Linked DNA regions of Neogale vison: region 1 is linked to region 2. A link is a contact called in public Hi-C data. All regions are on one chromosome and are shown on one strand. Each heading gives the region's core, a stretch centred on a gene start, on an enhancer-like site or on the middle of the called end of the contact. The rest is flanking DNA. Distances are from core to core; before and after follow the strand shown.

Evidence for each region. Hi-C and Micro-C count contacts between places; a contact is called where the count stands out from the background.
Region 1: a contact with region 2 is called in a Hi-C map of muscle, with 4 times the contacts expected there. The contact joins the promoter of CITED2 here to the enhancer-like site in region 2. A contact is called at or near these places in 2 of 3 Hi-C or Micro-C datasets (fibroblasts and muscle).

Annotation. Positions count from the first base shown.
Region 1 is chr1:62,668,311-62,674,644 of ASM_NN_V1, forward strand. It overlaps CITED2 (cbp/p300-interacting transactivator 2), which reads left to right and starts at 2,280. Exons shown (of 2, transcript XM_044247730.1): 1 at 2,280-2,467; 2 at 2,935-3,934. The coding sequence starts at 2,943. The coding sequence ends at 3,764.
Region 2 is chr1:61,931,325-61,937,589 of ASM_NN_V1, forward strand. No RefSeq gene overlaps it. Among named protein-coding and RNA genes, the nearest start is that of CITED2, 740 kb to the right of the region's middle. Within about 2 kb of position 1,272, the one cell type or tissue checked has open chromatin away from gene starts, as enhancers often do. A contact at or near this core is called in fibroblasts, where this site is marked.

The DNA.
Region 1 (6,334 bases), core at 1,030-3,529, 740 kb after region 2:
GGGGCGGGGAGGTGACCTTTGAAGAGATTTCCCAATAGCCTGTGAAACCACTGGGCCTGGATGAAGCTGCACCTTTCCTTAATGGTTCCAAGAGGAATTTAGATTAGACATTCAAGAGTCAGCCCTTGTGTTGCAAGACGCAGCAGTGTAGGGAAGGGAAGTAAACAATCTATGGCAGGATTTTTGAGTCTGGGGTTGACCAGCAGGAGCCTATTTTTTTGATACAAAGTGGCACTTGCAGGTTTTTTCCCAGCCTCTGATTCTGCAACTGCAAGTCCATGACCTACAAGTAAAAGTGGTGGGTGGACAGGAGAGCAGGGCATTATTGCAACCAACAATGCAATGTACTCTGTGCACAAGGCTCCAAAAAAGTAAATATTTTTGAGCTTTAAAAATTATTGCACGGGCACGAAGGAAATTATTGCACAGTTATAAATGCTGAAGAGACTGAAAAAGAGAGGAAGACAGTAACAATGTTTAAATATATATATATAATATTATATTTGTACACTAAGTATATATATCTAGATACGCAACTAGAGGAAGACGGAGAGGTAAGAGATTAACGAAACCAGGATTTGCTTCCTTTTGCAAATTCCTGAAAGGGGAAATGTATGTATCAGAATTTCCAGTCCTCAAAAAATACGGCCTAAAAAAGTCCTGTGAGCAACAAGGGAGAAAAGGAGGCGTGGAGGGCGGGGGACTAGCTCTTCGTAGCAGGAAGTCTTCAATGGCAATCCAGTCATGAAGAAACAACTCAGAACAGAAGTCCTTATTCGGAGCGTTAAACTCGCTTTTAGCACATTAAAGAGCAATATAAAACCTCAAGAGCAGGCTCATCATGGTGTTGGGGAAACAACTCGGCTTCCCCATGTGAGAAAGCAAGAGAGCTCCGACCGGGTAGCAGCCCAGACCGGTGTAAGCGTTTTTTATTTGCAAGTCAATGAGCCAAATGGACGACCCGGCTACTTGTGCCGCGTCCTGAGAAGCAAGGTTATTATTATCGCCTATTGCCCCACTGAACAATTTCACTGAAAAGGAAGAGTCCCGGCAGCGTGTGTGCGCACGGTGCCATACGGGACGTGCAGCTACGTGCCCACCTCCAGAACGACTTTATTTACAAAGCGATTACCATGTTATCTATTTGTTTTCCCTTTTCAGCAACAGCAGCTTCACTCAGCCCTCGAATTTCTTAATTACAAACCCGTTCGCTTCTAAATCAACCCCAAATCGTCAGGCAGAGCCCGGAGGGAGGCTGTGCAAGTTTGCACACACCCCCCACCTCCCGGATCAAGGGCAACAGCAGAAGCAAGAAACTGTGTATGTGCAAAAAGGTGGATCTGGGGACGAGGATCGCTGAGTTTGTTTACAGAGCAGAGACGCCTCAGCTCGGATGCCAAAGCTACCAAGAGCTGCAAACGCAAACTTAGCAGAAGCACACGTACCCCGGGAGCGGCGAGCGGGCCCGAAAGCGCGGACCGGAGTCCCAAGAGCGGGAGCGGAGGCAGCGGGTCCGCGAGCGCGCTCGGTCCACCTGCAGCCGCTGCCGCTCCCCGCCCCCAGCTTCTGTCCTTGAAAGGAGTAGGGGGAAACAAATGCGTCCGCACGCCGAATATCTAGATCAGGATTACCCAGTGCCCCTGTAAAAACACAAAGGCACAGCCCAGCAAAGTATGCTCGGGAAAGGGGGCATTTTCTGTCCCGGGATTTAAAACCCCACTCGGAGAACACAGCCATTCTTCGCGGCCCGGGGTGGGGGGCGTGCAATGGGGGGTGTTGCAAAGCCGGGGAGGCCTAAGGGCACTACGGAGGAAGGGGGCGCTGAGAGAACCCCTTTTTCCCGTAGAAGGCACCCCAGATCGCTAGCTGAGCCAAGCGGGAGAGCTGGGAGTGGGGGATCCGACCAGAGGGGAGCGGTGCGTTTTCCTCGCTCCTTTCAGGGCTGGCGCTACTTTCGGGCTGGCGCTCCAGAGGTCATTTTCTCCCCGCTCCGGGGGCAGCCGGGCTGATCCGCGTTTATGGGGCGGGAGGAAACCAGAGTCGGCCGCAGCGAGGCGGGGCCTGGGCCCGCAGCCTCTGCGCACGTGCCTCCGGCCGCGGGGACGCGGCTCGCCTACCCGGTCCGGCGTGCCTGGGGCTCCGGAGTCCGCGTTTTGCTACCGCCCGCCCGGGAGGCTCGCTCCGCCCTTCCTGAAATCCCTTATATTAACTGTGGCCAAAGCCCTAAGAAACACAGCTCATTGTTGGCAGCTGCCGGGCGGTCTTACCGAGCTGTGAGGGCAGCAGAGGGGAAATAAAAGGGAACGGCTCCGATTCTGCCTCAGCGGCCACTGCAAGACTTTGGTGCCGACATCGCGACAGCGAGCGCCCTGCACACCAGAAAGGCCCCCTCTATGTGCTGCTGAGCCGGTCCTGGACCCGACGATCCCGCCCTCGGTCTTCGGAGCAGAAATCGCAGAGACGGAAGGTGAGCGCGGCGGGCGAAGCTGGCTGGGGCGCCTGCCAGCCCAGTCCTCTGAGGGCTGGGTTTGCCCGGAGGAAGAGCGTGAGGCGGAGCTGGGGAATAACAACAGGATGTGCAACAACAGGATGAGGAGGGTTGATTTAATGCCTGAAGTTCGCGGCAGGGCTACGGGGCACTTCCTTTATTAGGCGACTTCGGGGAGCAGAGGGGGGTGTGGGCTCGGGTCCGCCTGCCGGAGCACAGGGGAAGGGGCTGTTTGTTGAGCGCCCATCTCTTGTGGGTGGCAGGTCCGCTGTGGTGGCGAGCCCGGCTGCACAAGCTACTAGTAGGATCGCAGGGAGGGCGAGCGATTTCGCAGTCGACGTGCGTCCGGGGAGCCTAGGGGCCAGAGGCGAGAAAAAGTGGGGTGCGCCGCGGTGGGCTGCACGTGTGGCGCGGGTCCTAATCTAGTCTGCTCTCTTCACTTCCAGGACTGGAAATGGCAGACCATATGATGGCCATGAACCACGGGCGCTTCCCCGACGGCACCAATGGGCTGCACCACCACCCTGCCCATCGCATGGGCATGGGGCAGTTCCCGAGCCCCCATCACCACCAGCAGCAGCAGCCCCAGCACGCCTTCAACGCCCTAATGGGCGAGCACATACACTACGGCGCGGGCAACATGAATGCCACGAGCGGCATCAGGCATGCGATGGGGCCGGGGACTGTGAACGGCGGGCACCCCCCGAGTGCGCTGGCCCCCGCGGCCAGGTTTAACAACTCCCAGTTCATGGGACCCCCGGTGGCCAGCCAGGGAGGCTCCCTGCCGGCCAGCATGCAGCTGCAGAAGCTCAACAACCAGTATTTCAACCATCACCCCTACCCCCACAACCACTACATGCCGGATTTGCACCCTGCTGCAGGCCACCAGATGAACGGGACAAACCAGCACTTCCGAGATTGCAACCCCAAGCACAGCGGCGGCAGCAGCACCCCCGGCGGCTCGGGCGGCAGCAGCACCCCCGGCGGCTCGGGCGGCACCTCGGGTGGCGGCGCGGGCAGCGGCAACAGCGGCGGCGGCAGCGGCGGCGGCAGCGGCAGCAACATGCCCGCCTCCGTGGCCCACGTCCCTGCTGCAATGCTGCCGCCCAATGTCATAGACACTGATTTCATCGACGAGGAAGTGCTTATGTCCTTAGTGATAGAAATGGGTTTGGACCGCATCAAGGAGCTGCCCGAACTCTGGCTGGGGCAAAACGAGTTTGATTTTATGACGGACTTCGTGTGCAAACAGCAGCCCAGCAGAGTAAGCTGTTGACTTGATCGAAACCCCGGCAAAAAGAATCAAACCCTCCCCACCCCGCCCCCCCAACTTCGGTGTGAATTAAAAAACATTCCCTTAGACACAGTATCTCACTTTTCAGATCTTGAAAGGTTTGAGAACTTGGAAACAAAGTAAACTATAAACTTGTACAAATTGGTTTAAAAGAATTGCTGCCACTTCTTTTTTTCTGTTTTTGTTTCGTTTTTGTAGCCTTGACATTCACCTCCCTTATGTAGTTGAAATATCTAGCTAACTTGGTCTTTTTTGTTGTTTGTTTTTACTCCTTAGTTCCTCACTTTCTCCAGTGCTCAACTGTTAGATATTAATCTTGGCAAACTGCTTAATCTTGTGGATTTTGTAGATGGTTTCAAATGACTGAACTGCATTCAGATTTACGAGTGAAAGGAAAAATTGCATTAGTTGGTTGCATGAACTCTGAAGGGCAGATAATACTGCACAAACTCTGCCATCTCGCTTCATTTTTTTAACTATGCATTTGAGTACAGCCTAATTTTTTTAATATGCTAAACTGGAAGATTAAACAGATGTGGGCCAAACCGTTCTGGATCAGGAAAAGTCATACTGTTCACTTTCAAGTTGGCTGTCCCCCTCCCCCATATGTACAGACAATAATAGGGTGTGGAATGTCGTCAGTGGCAAACATTTCACAGATTTTTATTTTGTTTCTGTCTTCAACATTTTTGACACTGTGCTAATAGTTATATTCAGTACATGAAAAGATACTACTGTGTTGAAAGCTTTTTAGGAAATTTTGACAGTATTTTTGTACAAAACATTTTTTTGAAAAAATACTTGTTAATTTATTCTATTTTAATTTGCCAATGTCAATAAAAAGTTAAGAAATACATGTTTTCTAGAAGTCATTGGGGGGGGGGTGGTTCCTTTCCGTGGCTTTTTTCCTCTTCTTGAACACTTTATTGATGAGAGTAAGCATTCCAAAGGATAAATTACAGGACACTAAAACAGGTCATGATGAGCTTAAGTGGAGAGCAGGATTTAACATAATTGGCATAATGCTTCATTGTTACCATTGCAACATGCCTCTTGGTGTGCTTTAATCAGAAGCTGCAAAGTTGTCAAAGAGCATTTTTTTTTCCTTAATTGCCATCATTTTCAAGTGTTCTCCAGAGTTAAGGTTTGTAACACTAAATATCATAAATATTTTCTTCACAGTGTGGGAGGGGGGAAAACCAAGTGTTTCTGGTGACACCTGATTCAACTACGTCAATGAAAGTAGATCGGGATAATATACTGGGAGATTGATGAGGATGGCATTAAACATAAATCTGCCTTTATCTCTAGTGACGAATTTTATTTCTTAGCAAAAGTCCTAAGGAGAGGCACACATTTTCCAGCTTAATCTCTGAAATAGCTTCTGACTGGTTTATAGTCCTAAGAGGGAGAGGGGGCAGAATTCCACCTTGAGGCGCTCTATTTTGTTCTACAATACTTAAAATTTACACAGGGAGGTTGATTCAAAGGTCAAATTACAGTCTTCACAAGATGTTCCCTCTCAAGCATGCCCTGTTCTCCAGAATTCTGAGCTTTTTCTGTTAACAGGAAAGGGGTGCAAAGGACATAAGGATAAGATCGTTTAAATTTTACCTAAATGTATTGTCAAAGACATAATTATGGTTAAGTAGGTGTCGAGTTTTGCCTTACATGATAAGTCATATAGTTGAATTCTCAAGTTATCCCAATTTGAAGGTGGAATTTTGTTTTCCCTTTCATGTTTTCCTAGCTTATCTTATAAAAGTAATACATCCACATTCAAGAAAGAATACAGTCTTTTATTATATTTGACCCACTGGAGATGTAAAGAAATAGAGGTGGAGGAAAAACTCACAAATAATACTTTAAAAGAGCATTTCATTTAGACTCTCAGATTCTAATCTTAAATCCCGTATTTCATAATAAAAAAATCAGAGAAGGAAACAGAAGTGTTAAATTACAGTGAGTCTGGCGGAAAGGCTGGTTTCAGAATAATTCAGATCACCTACATTCTATAATTCTATTTCCAAGGCAAGCCATTAAAATTAAGATGCACATTCCACTGGGCTCTTTATACCTCTAAATTGACACTTCCTTATTCAAAATTACGTTCTAAATAAATAATCCCTCTGAAAATACAAAATCATTTGAAACTTTTCCCCCCATTTTTAAAAACATCCAGATTTCTCACATTAATAGTTTGAGCTGAAGTTTTCTTCAGCTAAAATATGTCAATACTAAATCTGCAATCAGCAGTAAATCTTCCTGGCTAAGCATTTTTGCAGTAAGTTTTTCTTTTTCTTTTTTTTTCCTAGAGGCTCAAGTGAAAAAATATGTTTGCATACATATTAATACAGCAATTCTTGTTGTTTTTCACTTGTGCCAGGAAAAAAGGAAAGCTATTGGAGGCTTTTTTTTTTTTGCATAAAGAAAGACGCAAAAGAATAGTCTTGCCACCACCCTTTGCAATTTATTCTGCCAGAAAATAAGCCACAACACCTGCTCTGTCCCTAAATTCCTCCTGCTGCTCTAACACCGGAACACGTATGTGG
Region 2 (6,265 bases), core at 22-2,521:
TTAGAGTAACAATGACTCTCAAGGTTTTTTTTTTTTTTCAGGAAATGTATCTCAAAATAGCAGATAATGGCCCCAAATGTGAGGGAGATTTAGCATCTATCTCATTCTTGGTCTTAAATCACTTAAATTGAAACCATAAGAGTCTATAATTTGCATAAGAAATTATAAAATCATAAGGATTTGCAGTTAAATGTATGCATTACAAACTTTTGTAACTTATATTTTAAAATTGGAGTCAATGTCATAAAATTTCAAGCACAGAATGTGAAGGAAATGAACTGCTTTACATTTCAAGTGAAATCTTTATTAGGAAAACATGAATCTACATCTGTAGTAGTCTTAACCTGCTTCCTAAAGCATTAGAAAGAAAATGCCAGCATCTTTGTCTTAATTTACACAGCTGACTTGCTCTTTTAAAATATTGAATGATCAAGGCACCTAGGTGGCTCAGTCATTCAGCTGTCTGCCTTTGGCTCAGGTCATGGTCCCAGGGTCCTGGGATAAAGTCCTGCATCAGGCTCCCTGCTCTGTGGGAAGCCTGCTTCTCCATCTCCCACTCCCACAGCTTGTGTCCTCTCTCTTGCTGTGTGTCTCTCTGTCAAATAAATACATAAAATCTTTAAAAATAAATAAATGAATAAATAAAATAAAATGTTGAATATTCAATATATAAGTTATAGGGTATTGACTCTAATTTTCAATTTTTTGATCTTCCTAAATACATTAGCAGTCAAGATAACCAGTACCTGGGACAATCTCAACTCAAAAAACATGCAAGGAGGAACCTGAAAATATTTCATGTTTGTTAGGTTCCTAACATTTGTGTTTAAAAATAAGTATCCTGAAGATTTAAGGCCAAGAACAAAACTATACTAACTCAAACAATAATCACAAAAATCTGTAAGCATCAGACTTTCAAATGGTAACTACCACCAACAACAAAAGAATTTAGGGTTGGAGAACCTATAAACCACAGTGAAAGGTATGTTTAGGTCAAAAGAGTATATAATATCATCTCTGACATGAATTTAAAAAGGAAAATTAAAATGAGTTGTTCTCGATAAGATAATCATTTTCAAGATTCAAATCTCAAAACACTCCAGAATGATATATTTATGAAATGCTCGGGTAACTACAGAATGTTTGGGCATGTATATTGTCGCAATCTTACTCAGTTTGTAAGTAAGGTTAAGAATAAAGCACAAAACTTTAAACTGGACATCCAGACGTCACTGCAAACCACAGACTTACATTCTTTTGCTATTTATATCGTTTGTTTACTTTTTGCATTTCCTCAGCTTGGACAGGGACTTTCTGCTTCTAGTCAATTTCACTCTTATTTTTGGCACATAAGTAAATTTTCCAGGACTTCTGGAAAATGTTACATCCAAAAATTCTTAGCAAAGAGATGATGGAAACATTCTTATTGAGATTTAATAAATTGGGTGGTGATAGTTGTCACTATCATCCCAGGACATACCCACAGCAACCCAAAACAGGTCTCTCAAGTCATCTCTAGGAGGCTGGCAGTAGTAAAACATGTTACCTTTTCTTCATCCTTACCCAACACTACCATTCAATACTCCTATCCCATTTTAAAACAGAAATGGCCTCCAAGGTTAGCCTGGCGACAATTCATACATACTCAAGCCGCTCCTGAGTTTTCTGAATGATTCATTGAGAATTTCTGTCAATACAGTAGCCTAGAGAAGCTTAAGCTTAAGCTGGTCTTCAGTGAGTACTATTAACTCCAATGTCCTGTCAGTTATCAAATTCTTTTATATTTAATCACATCATGTTATTTAAACTCTGGGGTCACATGGGTGGCTCAGTGGGTTAAGCCTGTGCCTTAAGTTCAGGTCATGATCTCAGGGTCCAGGTATCCATCCCCACATCCTGCTTTCTGCTCAGCAGGGAGCCTGCTTCCTCCACTCTCTCTGTCTACCTCTCTGCCTACTTGTGATCTCTCACAATCTCTTTAAGATTTTAAATAAAATCTTAAAAATAAATAAAACTTTGGGATCTCATAAACGTACACTTCCCTGCCCCCCCAAAAAAAACTGCCAAAAGGTAAGGGTATATTTTGTTTATAATAAATTATAGCTTTTATGGATTAAACATACTCTGTTAAAAGAGAATCATAGAATTAATTTCCATTTGTATGCTTGCATAAGAAGTTGCCTTATTCAAATTCCAGCGCTTTCTGTTATTATTTTAACTGGTGCTCTCAACTTTATCTACCAGCTGTTGAGAAATAAATTTTACTTATTTTATTGCCCAGTCAGAAGAAAATTTCCACACCAGTGTAGCCGAACTAAAAACGAGTAGGAAATTATAAATACAGCTTGAGGAGGAAGGAAAGGCCATTTCCTTTCAGCCACTCTCAATTTGGCCTGACTGGATTATGACAAATACGGGGCAGCCTCAATGTAGAAAGTGCTCCTATTGTAAAACACTCAGCACTGCCTGCAAACAAAACACGGAGATACAGCTTTCCACCAGGAATGCCTAGGAACACCCTGCATCCCCAGAGTAGGTTCCTACCTCAGAAACTTTCAAACTCAGTCAGAAGGTAGCAATGACTGCTGAGGGGACAAACATTATGATTAACAAGATCTTTATATCATTATAATGGAAATGCCTGTGACTACTTGGGGGTCTGTTTTAATACCCTTTTGAATCAGGGAATAACTCATCCGTTATTGCTGAAATGTCCTGATATGTGTCAGGAAGGGAGCAAGATAAACAGAGATTATGACTTATTTTGATAGGAATCTGAAGTATTTTGCCATTAATAATTTCTCCCTTATAGTTTACACAGAGCAATTCGAAATATTTCCTGGCATACCTGCATTCTCAAATAAACCCTAAATTAAGGAGGAAATACAGCAGTTTTACATAAAAATAACAAATCTTTCATGTTATCTTCTAGATTATAATTTTATATATTGAAATATATGATCATTTTGAGTTGATTTTTTATGTAAAATATAGGGTTTAGCTTGAGGTTTAGGGCCTGGTGAACAGATCTGTGACATGACACCAAAATCATGGTCTAGAAAAGAAAATAATCAATACATGGGACTTCATCAAAATTAAAAATGTTTGTCCTCCAAAAGATCCTATTAAGAAGATTGGAGAACAAGCTATAGACTGGAAGAAAATATTACATATTTGATGAATAACTTTTATCTGTAACATATAAAGAACTCTCAAAATTCCACATTAAAGCAATAATCCAATTAGAAATGGGCAAAAAAAAAAAAAGAGCTAAGTCATCCAGAAAGAAATATAGACAGCAAATAAATATATGATAAAATGATATCAACAACAAGATATCACAATGTAAGTACCAGAATGTCTACATTTTTTTAAAAAAGATTTATTTATTGGGGCGCCTGGGTGGCTCAGTAGGTTAAAGCCTCTGCCTTTGGCCCAAGTCATGATCCCAGGATCCTGGGATTGAGCCCCGCATCGGGCTCTCTGCTCAGCAGGAAGCCTGCTTCTCTTCCTCTCTCTCTCTGCCTGCCTCTCTGCCTACTTGTGATCTCTGTCTGTCAAATAAAAAAAAATAAAAAATAAAAAGATCTATTTATTTATTTTAGAGAGAGTGGGAGAGAGAGCAAGAACAGGAGGGGCAGAGGGAGAGGAAGAGAGGACCTCAAGAACACTCCATCCTAAGTGTCGAGCCCAACGTGGGGCTTGAGCCCAGGACACCAAGATCACGACCTGAGTTGAAACCAAGAGCCAGGCACTTAACTGACTGTACCACTCAGGTACCCCAGAATGGCTAAAATTTATAAAGTTATAGAACAAAATACTAGCCAGGAGGTAGAGAAACTGGATCTCTTATTCATTGCTGATGGGACAGTAAAATGATAGAGCCACTCTGAATAATATAATTTGGTAGTTTCCTATAGAAGAAAACAGACACATACCATGCATTCCAACAATGACACTCCTGTGCATTTTTCCCCCCAAAAAACCCGAACATAAGTGTTCATGGCAGCTTTATTTGTAATAGTACAAAACTGGAAAGAACAAAAATATTCTTCAATTGGTGAATGACTACAAAAATTGTGGTGTATTCATACCTGAAATATTACTACTTAGTGCTAAAAAAGAATGAACTAACAATATACACAACTTGTTTTGTTTTTGAGGCATTATGCTGAGTGAAAAAAGCCAATTTTAGAGGGTTACATACCATATGTTTCCATCTATATAACTTTCTCAAGATGACAAAATTATAGAGATGGAGCACAGATTATTGCTTGCAGGACTTGAGGATTTGGGGAGAAGATATGCGTAACTATTAAGGGGTAGCGGAAGAGAGATCTCTGTAGAGGGAAAACAGTTCTGTATCTCATTAAGGTAGCAGTTACATAAAACCATACATGTGGCAAAGTGACCCAGACTTACATACACACATTGTGCTCCTGTCAAATTCCTAAATTTTATGTTGTGCTCTAAGTACTTAATCAGATGTACCCACTGGGGAGGCTGGGTTAAGGATACATGGGACCTCTTTGTACTCTTTCTGATTTCTTGTAAATCGGTAATTATTCTTTTAAAAATATATATATTTTATTTATTTATTTGACAGAGACCGCAAGTGGGCAGAGAGGCAGGCAGAGACAGAGAGAGGGGGAAGCAGGCTCCTTGCTGAGCAGAGAGCCAGATGCGGGGTTGGATCCCAGAACTCTGGGATCATGACTTGAGCGGAAGGCAGAGGCTTTAACCCACTGAGCCACCCAGGCACCTCAGTCTGTAACTATTCTTAAATTGAAAAAAAAAAAATTTAAAAGTCTTATTAAAATGTCAGTTTTTGCACAGGCTATTGGATATACTAATGCCCCTTGTAAACTGAAAGTAACTCCATCAAAGTTATGACATAGACTTTTATACATTACTTTGCATACTTTATCCTAAGATGAACTCTTTAAATATTATTTTGGACTAAGTATACTACTGGAACTCTCTTGCTTATGTCTTCCTGCCTCCATTTTCACCTCTTCTTACAATAGAGAGCTATGTTGAAGGAGGGGAGTTATCCCTCCTCCATTAATAAGGTCCAGACAGGGCCTTGTTTCCATGTGCAATGATGGACACCAAGGAGGACCAATGAAAAAGCTTCAACCTCCTGACCAGAGCAATTATTTTAGGCAGAAGAAACATAACTCATACCAGTCATTGTAAGTCCTCCTGGATTAATTCATGAAATTAGAAAAAAAAGTGTTTTATTTTTATTTGTTTTTATAATAATTGATCACTTGTTTATAGATTTGTAGCTCCTGGTCAAATGGAGAGAGCTGGCCTAAAAATTAAACCAACAAGCTAGTATCACTTAAGTCAAAGAATCCCTTTTTTTCTTTATGCTTGGTTTAAATTAGTGGGGGCTCTGTCTCTGTCACCTTTATCACAGGATCCTGATAAATATAACACTGTATAAATATAGATACTGAAAATATTCTAGACTCACTAAATACAATATTTTCATTTGAAGAAACCAAATAGAAAAAAAGTAGGCCTATAATCCTTATTGGAAACAATTTGAAAGACTAAATATTATTAAAATAAATATATATAGTTGCTGGCATTTACTTTTGACTTACAAAATATCATTTGGTTTGATCGAATAGGTCAGCTTGATTAGTATCCTGTATTAACTAATTTGATAAAATTTATTTATACCTGCCTCCTTCCACAAAAATTTGAGGTCAGCATTTTCCTAAATATTCCAATAATAAATATATTGCTACAGTAAAATTTCTGAAATGTATTTTTATTGGTTACTTGGTTTAAAATGATATATTTCAGGGATGCCTGGGTGGCTCAGTTCACTAAGCAGCTGCCTTCCGCTCAGGTCATGATCCTGGAGTCTCAGGATCCAGACTTGCATGGGGCTTCCCACTCCACAGGGTGTCTGCTTCTCCCTCTGACCCGCCCCCCTCTAGTATTCTCTCTTATTCTCTCTCTTTCAGATAAATAAATAAAATCTTTAGAAAAAATAAAATAAAATGGTGTATTTCAGAAATCTTGCTATACTCCCAATATAAATGTCAGTATAAATAAAATTGAGAACCTGATTTAGAGTATCATTTATCACATGACATTAAGGTGATAAGTTCCTTCTTTGAGAGAATTGCAAAAGCAAACCTTTTAGTCTTCTGTTATGATACAGGCATGGTTTGACTTCATTTACTCCCACTCTAATGATACAGTATTTTAATTCAAGAGTATTTTTAACATTTGTCAACCCATG